Regions from separate parts of the Mus musculus genome. Here all the other regions are linked to region 5. A link is a contact called in public HiCAR-type, HiChIP or PLAC-seq and promoter capture Hi-C data. All regions are on one chromosome and are shown on one strand. Each heading gives the region's core, a stretch centred on a gene start, on an enhancer-like site or on the middle of the called end of the contact. The rest is flanking DNA. Distances are from core to core; before and after follow the strand shown. Region 1 has its middle 17 kb from the start of Eif4e2. Region 2 holds the start of Ecel1 (endothelin converting enzyme-like 1). Region 3 holds the start of Hjurp (Holliday junction recognition protein). Region 4 holds the start of Prss56 (protease, serine 56). Region 5 holds the start of Atg16l1 (autophagy related 16-like 1 (S. cerevisiae)).

The links. Promoter capture Hi-C pulls out the DNA fragments that hold promoters and counts their contacts. HiCAR-type assays count read pairs that join an accessible place to other places. HiChIP or PLAC-seq counts read pairs in DNA pulled down with a chosen protein or histone mark.
Region 1: an H3K27ac HiChIP or PLAC-seq map of embryonic stem cells shows a contact between it and region 5, with 5 times the contacts expected there. The contact joins the enhancer-like site here to the promoter of Atg16l1 in region 5. A contact is called at or near these places in 16 of 39 promoter capture datasets (the 3T3-L1 cell line, 3T3-L1-derived adipocytes, the C10 cell line and 12 more), 1 of 15 datasets of contacts at CTCF or cohesin (pro-B cells), 10 of 484 Hi-C or Micro-C datasets (B cells, the N1E-115 cell line, Th1 cells and 5 more), 26 of 115 datasets of contacts at active chromatin or transcription factors (the 230-238 cell line, the NIH/3T3 cell line, the SCID.adh cell line and 17 more) and 3 of 9 other capture datasets (adipose tissue, embryonic stem cells and liver).
Region 2: a contact with region 5 is called in a HiCAR-type map of embryonic stem cells, with 4 times the contacts expected there. The contact joins the promoter of Ecel1 here to the promoter of Atg16l1 in region 5. A contact is called at or near these places in 4 of 115 datasets of contacts at active chromatin or transcription factors (embryonic stem cells and thymic regulatory T cells) and 1 of 9 other capture datasets (embryonic stem cells).
Region 3: a contact with region 5 is called in a promoter capture Hi-C map of liver, with 6 times the contacts expected there. The contact joins the promoter of Hjurp here to the promoter of Atg16l1 in region 5. A contact is called at or near these places in 13 of 39 promoter capture datasets (the 3T3-L1 cell line, 3T3-L1-derived adipocytes, the C10 cell line and 7 more), 10 of 484 Hi-C or Micro-C datasets (B cells, CD8 T cells, LSK cells and 7 more), 14 of 115 datasets of contacts at active chromatin or transcription factors (the SCID.adh cell line, T-cell acute lymphoblastic leukemia, bone marrow-derived dendritic cells and 11 more) and 2 of 9 other capture datasets (adipose tissue and liver).
Region 4: a contact with region 5 is called in an H3K27ac HiChIP or PLAC-seq map of embryonic stem cells, with 8 times the contacts expected there. The contact joins the promoter of Prss56 here to the promoter of Atg16l1 in region 5. A contact is called at or near these places in 1 of 39 promoter capture datasets (embryonic stem cells), 2 of 15 datasets of contacts at CTCF or cohesin (large pre-B cells and pro-B cells), 4 of 484 Hi-C or Micro-C datasets (all in embryonic stem cells), 16 of 115 datasets of contacts at active chromatin or transcription factors (the SCID.adh cell line, T-cell acute lymphoblastic leukemia, acute myeloid leukemia and 9 more) and 1 of 9 other capture datasets (embryonic stem cells).

The regions. Positions count from the first base shown.
Region 1 is chr1:87,229,134-87,231,949 of GRCm38.p6, reverse strand. It overlaps a transcript of Eif4e2 not described here. Among named protein-coding and RNA genes, the nearest start is that of Eif4e2, 17 kb to the right of the region's middle. Within about 2 kb of position 1,254, at least 9 of the 459 cell types and tissues checked have an H3K27ac peak or open chromatin away from gene starts, as enhancers often do. A contact at or near this core is called in embryonic stem cells, where this site is marked.
Region 2 is chr1:87,154,557-87,157,393 of GRCm38.p6, reverse strand. It overlaps Ecel1 (endothelin converting enzyme-like 1), which reads left to right and starts at 1,258. Exons shown (of 18, transcript NM_001277925.1): 1 at 1,258-1,374; 2 at 2,306-2,837. The coding sequence starts at 2,405. All of the region lies in intron 3 of Gm33292 (a long non-coding RNA gene), which reads right to left.
Region 3 is chr1:88,276,243-88,279,070 of GRCm38.p6, reverse strand. It overlaps Hjurp (Holliday junction recognition protein), which reads left to right and starts at 1,492. Exons shown (of 8, transcript NM_198652.2): 1 at 1,492-1,697; 2 at 1,786-1,852. The coding sequence starts at 1,602.
Region 4 is chr1:87,182,039-87,184,842 of GRCm38.p6, reverse strand. It overlaps Prss56 (protease, serine 56), which reads right to left and starts at 1,529. Exons shown (of 13, transcript NM_027084.2): 1 at 1,245-1,529; 2 at 581-688; 3 at 187-240; 4 at 1-90. The coding sequence starts at 1,350.
Region 5 is chr1:87,754,461-87,757,271 of GRCm38.p6, reverse strand. Atg16l1 (autophagy related 16-like 1 (S. cerevisiae)) reads right to left here and starts at 1,261. Exons shown (of 18, transcript NM_029846.4): 1 at 958-1,261. The coding sequence starts at 1,072. Gm33517 (predicted gene, 33517) reads left to right here and starts at 1,526. Exons shown (of 4, transcript NR_157047.1): 1 at 1,526-1,947.

The DNA of each region.
Region 1 (2,816 bases), core at 5-2,504, 530 kb after region 5:
TGTCATCTTCTCTGCTTTTACCTTTCCAAGACTCTAGCTTTTTTAAACTCAAGATGGTAAATACCTAAGATTCTACCTGCTTCTGAAAGCACCTGGGTAAGTCTTATCTTTAGATTTAAGATGTGTGGGCCCTGGCAGCTAGCATTTTCAGTTAACAGAGCTCATTACAGCTTCCATGCTGCTTACCATAAATGTGAGGAACACAACTCAGAACTACGACTAGGAAGCAGCTAGGGGTGTGAGAGCACGCACGCATGCACTCACAGCTCAGCCAGTGTCCCACAAACAGGCCTCCGTGCTGCTGTATGAAGGAGAAAATCAGATTCCTCCAGGGGTCCAGAAGCTCTCAGAACCCTAACTTCTCTCGCCTTTTTGCCCTACCCACTTTTCAGTTTGAAAGCAGTGACTCTCCTGGGCACTGTGTATCAAACTTAATGGTGGCCTAGAACTTGCTCTGTAGACCAGACTGGCCTCAAACCCACAAACATCTGCTTGCCTCTGCTTTCTTAGTGCTGGGATTAAAGGCTTACACTACAGGCCAGGCAATTACTCTCTTCTTGGCTTAAGGTAGCAACAGCACTGAGTGACAACACACCCCGCCTCTCACTACACATTTGATATTTTAGTACTAAAGTAGATTTCATTACCAGGCACTCTAGGTAGGCTTTCTTCTTCAAAGGTGGCACACACCTTTAATCTTAGTACTTGGGAAACACAGGAACATAGTGAATTCCAGGATGGCCAAGACTACACTGGGAGACCACGTCTCAAAATCAAGTAAGATTATTAATAAAGGACTAGGCAATGTACGTTATATATGCTATTCTATAGAATAGCAGCTTTTTTATTTTATTTTTTTTAATTTTCAGAAAAGCTACTATTTTATGACAAATGGCTCACAGGAAAACCTAAGACTGTTAAAGAAGTATGCCAGAACTTGTCAATTCCCGAGCTCTTTCTGGAGACACAGTGATGAGCTGTTCTCTGGCTCCTAAGGGATGCGGGAGGCGGCTTCCCTCTTTACTCTCAATGAAGACAAGTAAAAATCCAACACTTGGACAATGACCTGGGAACCTAACAGCAAGATTTAATTTCTACTTTAAGTAACTAAGAGGTCAACAAGGTCACACAGCAGGGTTGAAGTCCATCTCATTTATCCCTTTGTTTCCAGAAGGGCCAGTCCCTACTAACTCTGCCTAACAATGGTTCATTGGGTGAAGACCCGGAAGGCTGAAGAGGTTCCTCTAGTACACGACACACTAAACTGACTTCCTATTTTCTATGCTTAGACATGAAGATTCTGGGTCTGGAAATTTCCTTGCATGGATTCAGGGAAATAAAGCACGTGGCCGTGAGCAATGGTGCACCCACTCCTGTCCTCAGAGGCCAGCCAGGTGTGAATGTCTAGTCACTGTCCCTCCACTCGGCAGCCCAAGCACATCAGGTAACTTCAAAATGCTCTTCTTTTAAAGAGGAAGTTATCCTAAAAATTGCCTTATGATTTGAGTGTCTAGAAACGAACACACCAGAGATGAACAAAGCCCACTGAGAATTCTGAGGAGATTCCAGTGACAGCAAGAAAGACTCTTTAAGGTCCACTGATCCTATCTCACCAGATCTCATTTGTTTGTAATTCCCTGCTTTCTAATCTCCACCCAAAGCCTACAGGCACCAGTGCCTTGCTCTCAGCCAGCCCTCACTAGAAAGGGGTTTAGCCACCTGCTAGTCTGGGTATATATAGCACACAATGCAAGGTCAGACAGCTCTAAGTTTAAAGTGGCCCAGGACCACCAGGTTATGACTGAACTAAGGCAGTGAATGAGCTGGCCCTCATCTGTATATTAAAGTTCAATGTTGAAATACAATGATAGCTAGACCAGGTGAAGGAAGACTCCACAATTTGGCCTCTCTCTTCCCTTCTTCCTTACGCTCTGCAGAGAACTCCCATCAGCTTCTCCAGCACTGTGCTCCATTATGGGAAGAGGGTCCTTTTGCCATCCCAGGCCAGATGCAATTTTCTCACAACAGTGCTGTCTGTGTTAACTGCCTTTGTGGCAGCAGTACCCTAGTGGTCCCAGAATTCTGTCTGTGGTAGGAGTCCCCCCCCCCCCCCCCCCAAGTAGAGGATGCTGTGAGCCATTTGATGTAAGGACCCAAACCTATGAAAACTCAAATCTGCTTTATTCAGAGGAGCCACAAGCTGGGCATGAGAGCTGGCATGGTGGCTCACACCTCTAATCCCAGCAGTCTGAGGTGAAGTTGGGGGCCAGTGAGGACTACATGGCAAGTTCCAGAGCTGTGACCTGATACAAACAAGTGAATAAGCTTTATCTTTCTTAGGGACAGGTAGCAACACAAGGACCAAGCAAAGTGGCCTCTTTGTGGGGCAACAGCTACTTCTTGGTTCATCCAGGTGTGCTGTAGGAAATGGCAACAGGCAGGGTGACCAGGGAAGGCTGGAAAGACGGACAGGTGAAGAACACTAGAAACTGGGCTGAAACAGCAAGCTGGAGGAATGCTTGAGTGAAGCTCAACCACTCCTCAAACCATGCCCTTGCTTATTAGCAGCCCTGATCTCCAGAGTACTTGGGAAACCATCATTACTGCTGGCTCTTCCTCAAGTCTCAGTAGATGCTGTTCACTGGCTCAAATAAAACCCACAAGAAGCAGACCCAGGCAGGAGCATCACTGACATCTCACACATAGCTGGGATCTGAAGGGGATCTCAGCTCAGTCTGCTGCTGATACTCTCTAGCTCTGGAACGTGCCATCGAGCTTGCTGATGCAGCTACGATGCATGTGTACCTCCCAGTGAA
Region 2 (2,837 bases), core at 9-2,508, 600 kb after region 5:
CCCTCACGGAAACACGGCATTTTTGCGTAATTCCATCGCTCCTCAGTAGAATTAATTGGACCTGAGAAGAATGCATGGGGCAGGAGAGGACCTTAGGATGGTCAGAATGAAAGACAGTCCTGTGAGTGGGACTTAGAAATGGACAGACTGGACAGGCAGGAAAGTGGTAGAGGTGGCCACTAAAGGCTAGTGACTGGGTAGCTGACGATGAAGAACATCCGGAGGGGATGGCGACGGGATGGTGGTCGCTCTCCGCAGTCCCACCTCAACATGGGTTCTATCACATCGGTCTTCACCAATGTCTGAAACATTGCTTAGGCCAGGGCTGCAGGCTGGAGCCACAAGGTTGGGATTGCTGGGGCTGTGTGGTCCTTTGCTGGGGATACCAGAAGAGATGGGTAAGTCGAGGCAGAGAAAGCAGATTCCTGAAACAGTAGCAGTCCTTCAGAAAGCTCCCAGGTCTCTGTCACGTGTGGGCTTCACCTTGTGGGTACAGTGGAGAGGTAAAGATGATTCTGTCTCTTGGAAGGAGCGAGGTCCCCAACATTTAAAAAGCTAGTTCAGCCAACCGGAATGGGTGGAAGACTGGACAAACTCACCCTGTGTAGTCCCGTGAGGGAAGTGGAGCAAGATTCCTCCCTCTCCCCACCCTACCATCCTTTTCTAGGCCTTTCTATGTGGGTCTGGGACTTCCTGCCAATGATGTCAGGAAAACCTAAGGTTGAGGAGGCCACAGCCTCAGCCTCTACTTGCAACCTCCCCAGGAGAGCTAGGTAAAGGGTCTTGTACCAACCAGAACCCAGATGGGGCAAGCAGGAGTTAAAAGGACAAAGAAGTCTTGGTGCTGATGGCGCCTGGCAGAGTGCTGGTCCAGATACAGGCTCTTCACCTGCCCATTGGAGTCCTCCCTGGGCTGAGCTTCTGTGGGCTCGGCCCAGACTTCCCTCTGGCCTCCAGATCTCCAGCTTCAGTCCCTTTACCGCAGACTGGTAGGTGGCTCCAAGTGGCTCATCAGAAGGGACCGTGCTTCCTCCTCCCGGGACAGATCTGGACTCCGGAGTCCTGGAGCCAGAAGCTGGTGCATCACTCTCAGGAGCGTTATCTCCGCGGTCGCCATCCCCACCTCCGCACTGCTGGAGCTGACAGGTAGCCCAGAGGGAAGCAGAGAGAAGGAGGGGTGCAGGGGGCGGGAGAAGGAGGGTGGAGCCGCCGGCGCGCCCCCTCCTTCGGGGCTGGCGGGCGGCGCGGCGCGGCGGCAGAGGCGGCGGGCGCACGAAGAGAGCCGCAGCCAGCCCAGCTCCTCTCCGGCTGAGGCCGGGATTTGCTCCCGACCCCTCCCTCGGTCCTCGCCCGGCCCAGACGCGCACCTGCCGGGTAAGTGTCATTCGGGCCCGCCGCCTCCGAGGACATCATCACAGCCACCTCCGAGGCCACCGCGGCTGCCGAGCCGAGCTTCTCGGCTTTGTCTCTGTCCTCCCGGCTCTGGCTCCAGCTGCGGCTGCGGCTGCGACTCCAGGACTCGGCTCTCAAGCTCCGCTGACTGCGCCGCGCGACGCAAGAGATTGAGCTCAGGGCTGGCGCAGCAAAGGGGGTGAAACTTCTCCCAACTTTGGATTCTGGGGAGAACCTGTTGACGACAGGGATGGCCCGGGGCGTTGATGGGTGGCAAATGATGAAACCAGTCTCTGGTTTTCCATCTGGGCCGTCGGGGTTGGGGAGTCGGGTGGGGGAAAGATGGGGAATGGAGAGGGCTGCTGCTTGGGGAAGGGACTTGTGGGCTTTGGAGCCATTGAAGAGAAACAGCCAGAGGGTGGCTTGAGAGTGGTCCTGCAGACTTCCCCGAGGACGAAGTTTGGGTGTCTGGTCGCTTTTAGTTCGGAGAACTGAAGGAGGCTTCAGGGTCCGCAGAGAGGCGCCCCTGACCACACCTCCTTTCTCCGGCCTCTGCTTCCCCCTCCCCCACCTGGCTTGTCTGGAGAGGATGATGGGCAAGAAAGGCAAAGACAAGGGAAACAGGTTGTCAGTGAAGCCCCCACTTTGTGCCCGGTGCTCTTTGGTTTTGTGTCCGAGCATCCTTACTCTGTGGTGAGCTTGTGGAGACCTGGGTAGGCAGGTTAAAGGCTACTATTCCAGTAAGAGCTGCTGGCAACTGAACCCTTCTTTCTTGGTTGACGGAGTGAAGTGGGATCCTTGGTTGTGGATCACAGGTGGCCTCCATCTTCTTAAACTAACTCCCACCCTTTGTTTTCTGGGTCCCCTCACTTTCCAGGGCCTCTCTGAGCCTGCTAATGTTCCCTTCCTACAGCTGCGACCGAGGGCCATGTGGGCTCCGACCAGAAAGCCCGCAGACAGAAGCAGCCTATAATCGACCAAACAAGGGGTCTGCAGCCAAAGCCTCGGCACAATGGAGGCCCCGTATTCCATGACAGCGCACTACGACGAGTTCCAGGAAGTCAAGTATGTGAGCCGGTGTGGCACCGGGGGCGCTCGAGGGACCTCACTGCCTCCAGGCTTCCCGAGGGGCTCAGGGCGCAGTGCTAGCGGGTCCAGGTCTGGGCTGCCCCGCTGGAATCGACGCGAGGTGTGCCTGCTGTCGGGGTTGGTGTTTGCTGCCGGCCTCTGCGCCATCCTGGCGGCCATGCTGGCGCTCAAATACCTGGGCCCGGGAGCGGCGGGCGGTGGCGGAGCCTGTCCCGAGGGCTGCCCCGAGCGCAAGGCCTTTGCACGCGCCGCCCGCTTTCTGTCTGCCAACCTGGACGCCAGCATCGACCCGTGCCAGGACTTCTACTCGTTCGCGTGCGGAGGCTGGCTGCGGCGCCACGCTATCCCCGACGACA
Region 3 (2,828 bases), core at 243-2,742, 520 kb before region 5:
TCCGCCCTCAGACCTTGTTCTTGCTCATCCTTAACTTAGTTTTGAGACAGAGCACTGCCCATTGCACCTCCTCTCTTGTTGACAATTTCTGACCTTTGTCCTTTTCCCTGAAGGGCTTTCTTACTAAATGTTCTTATCATTAACCCTTGGTAAGATTTATTATTACAATATTATATTTATTATTATTTAATACTTAATTTGGTCCCTCTTAACTTTCATAAGTATTTGGGCCAAATTACCTGTTCTGTTTTGTATATGTAAATGCTTTAATTGATTTTTCTCAATGACAATCAGTATTCTGAAACCTTCTCCGCCTATTTGACTAAACATACTTTGATGAGCTATTAATGCCTCTTTCTAACACAGTAGTCGTGAATGATCTATGTGAAGTCAAAATTATCTGTAAATTGACAGAGTCTCGGATATTTTCTTGTTAATGTGAGAAAACACCTAGCAAAAAGCAAAATAAGGAAGGAAAGTTTTACTTTAAGCTTGCAGTGCAGAGAAGTTCAGCCATCAGGATGGGGAAGGCTTGGAGGTGCTCAGGAGACAGAACAGCATATCTAGTTGACGCCACCACCAACGTTCTGAAGCAACACCTTCTCACATCCCCACAGGCAACAGGTTCATACTGGGGTAGGGACAGATTGGATGAGGCAACCGCCATCCAATCCCAGGAGAGTCGGACGACCGACGGCCCTCCCAGAAGCCCAGGATCTTGAAAGAGACTTCCGCGCTTGTTGCAAATACATTGCGTGGGCATCCACAGTCTATGAGCCTGGAAGCTCTTCTTCCCTCCCTCAGTTTCAATGGGACAGCATGAAAAGATTATGGGGGCAGGCTGAGAAGTAGAGAGGCACCTCAAGGGACTTCCTGATACTCAGTAATGATTCCATTAATTCCCATATCGTGATAATCACGTTAATACCCGCAAACAAATGTAGCTGTTATGAAGTCACAGTAAAACCAACTAGTGGGGTTCAATCCCCCAGCTCTGCCAGAAGACAACCCCTCCCAAAAATTCTGAAAATGTTCTAAAATGTTAATCGAAGTAAATGCCCTCATAAAATGGACACCAAATTACCTACCCCCTCAAGGAACAAGATAACAATCAAGAAACAGCCTATAATCAGAAATGGGAGAGAAAGTTTATTTTAAAACCCTAGGATAAAAATCACAGATTCTGTCACGTTTATAATATCGTTCAGCACATTTACACGCGTCTTGTTTTTGAACACTGGCTTTCCAGACTCCTTTCAGGACCGTTATTTGGATCTGGCTTTCCCCAAGCCTTCCCAAGAGCTGGGAAATTGGTAGATCCAGGAAGGAGCCTTGACAGGCAACTCACCCAGAAGCCTCTAGGGGACGCGGGAGTGCCGCATGAAGTAATGCGCATGTTCCACCCGCTCCGGCGGACCCTCCCTCTCGTCCCTCCCCTTCTCGTTTCCACCGGAAGTGCTCCCTGGGAGCGGCGGCCGGAAACGCGGGCAGGATCGGTTGCGTAAATACTTTTGAAAGACCCTATTAGCGCGCGGGGCGCCACGTTTGATCTGTGGACGGGCTTGGGCGGGTGCAGTGCCGGGCAGAGAGCCACGTACGCCATGGAGTCTATGGGTCGGCAGGACCGCAGGCTGCATCAGCAGCTTAAGGAAAGCAGTAGCCGCTTCCAGACGTTAATGAAGCGGCTGATAGCGAAGGTAGGCTGGGACGGCGGCCGAGGCGGGCAGGGCGCGGTGGGCGGGGATCCAGCGCCCCGGAGTCTGACCAGCTCTCCCTTCCCCGCAGTACAACCAGCCCTTTGAGGACGACCCGTTGGTGGAGATGAGGACGTTAACCTACGAGACGCCCCAGGGTACGAAGCCCTCCCTTCCTGTTGGCACTGGGCCAGAACAGTGGGCCTAGAATTTGCAATGCTGCATTTGTCCCCCTTGCTCCTAGGGACCTTGAATCCCTGAGTTGCTGATTTCCAATTTAATTTCTCTGAAAGAAATGCCTGGAGACACAGTGCAGCCTGGTTTTTTAAAATGCCTGGCATGGAAGTTCGAGCTAATTGATTAGCGGTACAAGTGACTCTGTAAAATAAGGATGTTGACAATCATGGGTAAGCCGTATGGTTGTGTATAACATCACCAGAGTACCTGTCAGGCCATTGGAACAGCACCCAGGACTGCTCCGCTCTCATGGGCTTTGCTGTATAAATGTAGACCCATCTGTTTTGGACAGTCCCCATTATCTGCCACCTCTGACGCATTTTATTTAATGTTGTGAGTGTACTTACTACCTTAAACCTCATCGGTTCTCTAACTGGGATAAGTTTGTTATTTGATGAGGTCGTATCCTTCCCTAAGACCCATCCCTGATGTTTGTCTGAATTTATTGATAAAATCGGATTTCGGATCACAGTCTGCCAGGGGTCTACAAGTGCAGTCTGTCTTTTGTCTTATTGGCTGTTCAGGGCACGTGTTGGGTAAGCATTTTAAATAAGCAGAAACTGAACTAATTCTACAAAGAGGTTGCTTTTCTCTGGATGGGATCAGGACACAGCAATATAGGAATCCATAAGTGTGCTGTCTGACTCTTGGCTTTTCTGTGCTCTTGCGGCTGTTTGTGAAGGGGTAGGCAGTGTCTGGAGTATTTTGGACTGCCCATCTGTCTTCAATGATATATTCTGTCAGTGATATATAACTGATGTCAGTTATATGAGAACAGTGAAGTTGCTGAAGAGTTTGAGACTATACAAGTTGGTATAAGAGCCCTCCCTGAGGTCTGGCCAACACATAGACACCTAGGGCTGCAGTTGTCGGTTAACAAATCTATGTCCTAGCAAG
Region 4 (2,804 bases), core at 280-2,779, 570 kb after region 5:
AGGCCCCCGAGGGAGCCGTGCTGCCACCGACTATGCGGCCGTGAGCCCGGGTCGTGTTGGCAACGCCTTGATGTCTTTCTCCACATTGTACTAGAATGGCAGAAACGGCGTCATGAAGCAAAAGTTTTAGTTATCTTCACGTTGAGGCCCACCTCGCTTTCAGCCCTTGGAGTCTTTTAGTTTCACCTGGCTCCGGTGGGTCCTGGAGGAGGGGGGCTTGAGGTCTAGGGCGTCCAGGTCCTACTGAGAAACAATCCTTTGAGCCTCGCTGCGCCCTCTTGCGGATCTTTCGCTTTATTGGGGGGGGGGGCTGGGCCTCATCTTTCAACCACTCTCCACTTGGCCCGCCTTCTAGCACATGGAACTATTTGAGCAGCCATGAACTGTGACCACCTGAGCCCACACTCTCCCCTCCTCCCTGCTGTGTCTCAAGTTTGGCATACCCCTTCCACTTGGACCTTCAAAAAGAATCTGACCCCAAGGACGATGGAACCTAAAAATAAGGGCTGGACATGGACAAAAGGAGGAGTCCCCTGTACCAATGTGAGTCTGCTGGGTGGGGTAGCACTTCTGGTACAACCTTGGCATTCATGTAGTCTGTGCTGGATCTCCATCAACACGCGCTTTATGGCCCACTGGGCACTCCTCTGGGCAGCCTGCAATGCCTGAGTCCCCTGGGCAGATAAAACTGGGAGGGGGAGGGACATGGGACACAAAGTCACATTCCCTTGGCAGAGAGCCCCACTCAGTCTAAGTCTTCCTGAACCTTGTCTGGGGAGTCCCAGAGAAGCGTGGTGAACTCTTAGACTACCAGGGATGTAGAGATGGGGAGAGAGGTCAGGCCCCAAGGGCCAGCCCTCAGGGCAGATGGTGCTACAATTGGGAAGGAATCTCTGAAAAGCTCCTTTCTTAAAGATTTCAGAGGAAAACCACTGCCCACCGACATCCAGGTAATATGGTTAAGGTATCCATCTTTGGGCCCAAGGCATGCTGCCCCGGGTCTTCTAACACCGTTATCTCTGGAACCCCTTGGCAGTGTTGCTGTCTCTGCTTCCTGGGTGAGGCTGTCTACCCTCCCTTCCTATATCCCAGTTCCAGGCTCCTCCTTCCAGCAGAAGGTGGGCAGAAGGACCACAGGCCCTCCTAAGTGTGAGAGATAAGCTCATTTCCCTTGTCCTCCCTTGACCTCACTTTCCCTATGCCCCTCCCACCTCCCGTGGTTCCCTCGGACCAGCCCGGCTCACCTTGCAGGGCGCCGGGGGACAGGCGCGTGTACAGTGGATGCCCATGGGCAGTTTGGGAGTCTGGGGACAGTAGCAGCAGCAGCAGCAACAACATAGCCAGCGGCATGGTGACCTGGGGCCAAGGCGGGAGACCCTGTCCTCTTTATTCCTGGACTCTACCCTCTCCTGTGATTCTTCCTGCCCACAGACTTTGTGTCCCTCAAACCATCTGATCCCGTTGTCTTACACTAAACTACTCACTTCTAATGGTCCGCACCTCACCTGGCCCTCACCTCCTGGGAGCCCTCAGGGAAACGATGCCCTGGAGCTATATAGAGGACAGAGGGGTGTGTGTGCGTGGGAGGGCAGCCAGGACTGGGGGAGGGAATGAGGTAGTGGGCTGGACCCTCACCTTTGAAGTCTCATCGTCCCACTCTGCGTCTCCCCACTTCTGTGAAAGCGGCCCTTGTTCCTGCGGTTGCTTCAAAGGGGCTGAGATGGGGCTGGAGAACTGACCGTTGGGCTGGGGGCCAGGCAGAGGGAGACTGGTGGGCAGGGGCTGGGAGGGGGGATCCCCATCTGTTTCTGCCACCCTGGGGAGTCCACTGCTCTGCTGGGACAGGCACTTTTGGAGGGAGGAGAGCTAGGGATAGGGGTGGGTGTCCTGGGCAGTCTCACCCCCTAAGCAAGCCATTGAACTTCCAGCCCCTCTGCCCCTAATTGCTTGGCAGTGTCCCTCCTCCGTGTGGCCCTTTCTAAAGATGATCAAAGCATTCTAATTTGCGCCATAATTGCTGCACTGGGGTAGCGGGGTGGGAAGAGGCAAAAGCAAGCGGGAGATGAAAGGCCCCACTGTGGCCCAGTTTGGGGAGCGCAGGATCCAGCAGGACCCCTGTCCCTGCCCACTCAGTGTGTCCAGCTTTGTTTTCAGTTGCTGTGACCCTGATCTGGCAGGAGGGACTCTTGAGAGAAGGTCATAAACAGGCAACTGTCCTGATATCCAGTCACCACCTGGGGTAGGGCCGAGCCTTTGGGTACAAACAAAACAAAACTACCCTTGGCACCTTGATTTGTGCTGGCAGCAGGGACATGTTGGTTAAGGGTTTAAGTACAGGAATTGGGACACACTGTGGCTAGGGGATGTGTTCTCTTCAAAGGGACTGCTTATCACAGCACGTAGCCTGTCTCCCACCACCAGGAAGGTAGAGAGAACGGTAGGTATAGATTGTTGTGTCAATTCAATGACACTAGGGATTGGAGTTATCTCTGCATATCATAGGTAAATCCTATGTGCTCTCCAAGTTTCTAGCAGAGAGGTATGGCTCCTGTATGCCTGCTGAAGCCTGGCCAGGCCGGAGTGGCCAGCATAGAACTGTCTGTCCTCACTCTGCCTTCTTGGCATGTGTCAGGCTTTGAGTCCAGTCTGATGGCAGGAAGGGAGTAGACCCTTCTCTCACCCACACAGCAAAGGGCAGGGCATGGAAAAGCACACTGTTTCAGATCTGGCTCCTACAAGTTGAGAAGACCCCCACCCCACCCCACCCCATCCTTGTCTCGACTCCTGGGATCCTACAAGTTGTT
Region 5 (2,811 bases), core at 12-2,511:
CTTCATCATCGTTGGCCTTGGTGCTTCATAAAAATTTAACATGAAACAATACATGCCAATTACTTAAAATGCTCAAACGTGTGTGCAAATCGAACCACTCAGGAAGCATAAAAAAAGTATGGGACTATTTTATCTTCTGTCATTTATACTGACTTAATTAGTCTGGAGTGTTTTTGATTGTCAAGTACATCCCCAGATGATTCTAACGTGTAAATAACTACTGATTTATCCCCATCAGAATGCAAATAGCAGTACTACGATTTCAAATCCCACTACCCGCAAAAACTTAGGAAGACTATGCCCAGGCTATCTCAGGAAGCAGATGGAACCTCAGGATCGAGGAGTGTCAACGCATTCGTTCAAATGTGAAACAGATTGGCTAAATTGGGAACACGAGGCACGAAAATGATCGTTGAGAACCCGCCTTAAGAATACAAGATACTTTCGATCCTTAAAATTCGCAAAGAGCGGCGAAGAGACCACTCTTTTTTTCTCACTTAAGGCTTTCAATAATAGCAAATGACCCAGTGGACAAATCCTAAAACTCAAATGTGTACCAACAATATGGAGAGGCCTGAGAAGTCAAAAACCACTAGTTCCACAGCATTCCGAAGAGAACGTCCATCTCTCGAGTTAATGCGTAAAGTCAATCTCTGTCTTGAACTCGATTCCTTAAACACGACGTTTTTGGAGCCTGACTACCTAAGTGCATCGGCGCCGCCTGGGTTATCGAGATTTACAACTGCAAACGATGTCTGTGGAAAGAACCTGGAAAAGGGGAACCCTCCATGATCGCGCCTAAGGTTTAAGCCAAAGAAGGAAGGTAAGCAACGAAAGGGCTCGAGACGTGCGGGACGCCAGGTCCCCGACGAGGCCGCCATGCGCGCGGGCGGAGCCGGGGTTCTCGCTGCCACGGCGCGTTCCACTCCCCGCCCCGGGCCCGCGCGTGCCGCTCACACTGCAGAATGATCTCCTCGAACGCCTGCCTCTGCAGTCGGTCCCGGCGCCTCAGTTCCTCCGCGATGTGACGCTTCCAGCGGGGAAAGTCTGCGGCGCGCAGGCCCGACGACATGCCGAACGCTGCCCCGGCGCCTCAGGGCGGCCGATCCGTGCCGACACTGGGGGGCTGCAGGCTGCAGCGTGCTGCCAGCCGCCAGCGAACAGAAGCCGGCCGCCGGAACCTCACCTTCCCACACAGGGCACCCGGAGGCGATCCGGGAAGATTTTCCGGTCTCTGCCGGAAATTATTCTGGAGAAGGCCGGAAGGCCCGCCTCGTAGCCCGACGTCCTAGGCCGCGCGCAAGCTCCCGGCCGAGACTTCGCGGGACGCTCTCAAATGACGCAACCTTGAAGCCGGAAGCGTCGGTGATGAGAGGCAGCCGCTGGGAGGCACCCTGGCTTCGCGGAAGAAGACAGGAAATGGGGTGGTTTTGTCCGGGGGTGTCTGTTTCCTTCCTCCTTTTACATTGTGTGTGCATCTTTTTTTTTTTTTTTTTTTTTTTTTTTTTAATTTCAGCTCAGAAGTGGGAGCTCCCCTGTGTATAGTGAATGATTGTCGTTGAGTGACAACCTCCCTAAGTATTAGGTGCCTAACCTGTAAAATGGGGGTAGTAATGGTATTTAACCGGAAGGTGAAAAGCCGTGAAATGTAATTTCTCTCTGCTGCATGGCAAAACTGTCTTCACATAGACAACTGCGTCCCTCCAAGACCTACGCAAACTGAATTTTAGCTCATGCCTGTGTGTGCCTTCAAGGCTGATCTCAAACACCTAGACTCAAACCATCTTTTTGGTCTTTTGGTTACTACGCTCTCAAAGGATATGAATCAATTGAGAGACACAGTTTAAAGAGAAATTTAGCAAAGTAAACACGCCAAAGAGAGGAGTGGATTTTTTTTTAAAAGATATCTTTGTTGGGGATTTATTTTTTTTTCTTAATGAAAAGGAGGTGAGTAGCATAATTCATGGAGTAAGGCCACCCATTTCTCTCTCAAAACAAGGAAGATTGGTTCAACCTTTTAGGGTACTTCTGGTTTTCCAGAAAAGCCCACAGGTTGAGGCTGGAGGAATGCAGACTGTAAACTCATACACACACATACTCACACACACACACTCGCCGTGGAGCCTTGGGTAGTATTATTATCACTTTTTTTTTTTTTTTGAGATTCACAATTTTTCTTTATATACATTTCAAATGCTATCCGGAAAGTTCCCTATACCCTCCCCCCGCCCTGCTCCCATACCCACCCACTCCCACTTCTTGGCCCTGGCATTCCCCTGAATTGGGGCAAATAAAGTTTGCAATACCAAGGGGCCTCTCTTCCCAGTGATGGCCGACTAGGCCATCTTCTGCTACATATGCAGCTAGAGATACAAACTCTGGGGGTACTGGTTAGTTCATATTGTTGTTCCACCTATAGGGTTGCAAACCCCTTCAGCTCCTTGTATGCTCTCTCTAGCTTCTCCACTGGGGGCCCTGTGATCCATCTTATAGATGACTGTGAGCATCCACTTCTGTATTTGCCAGGAAGACAGTTATACCAAGGTCCCTTCAGCAAAATCTTGCTAGTGTGTGCAATAGTGTCTGAGTTTGGTGGCTGATTATGGGATGGATCCCCAGGTGGGGTAGTCTCTGGATAGTCCATCCTTTTAGCTCCAAACTTTGTCTCTGTAACTCCTTTCATGGATATTTTGTTCCCTATTTTAAGGAGGAATGAAGTATCCACCTGTTGGTCTTCCCTCTTCTTGATTTTCTTGTGTTTTGCAAATTGTATCTTGGGTATTCTAAGTTTCTGGGCTAATATCCCCTTAT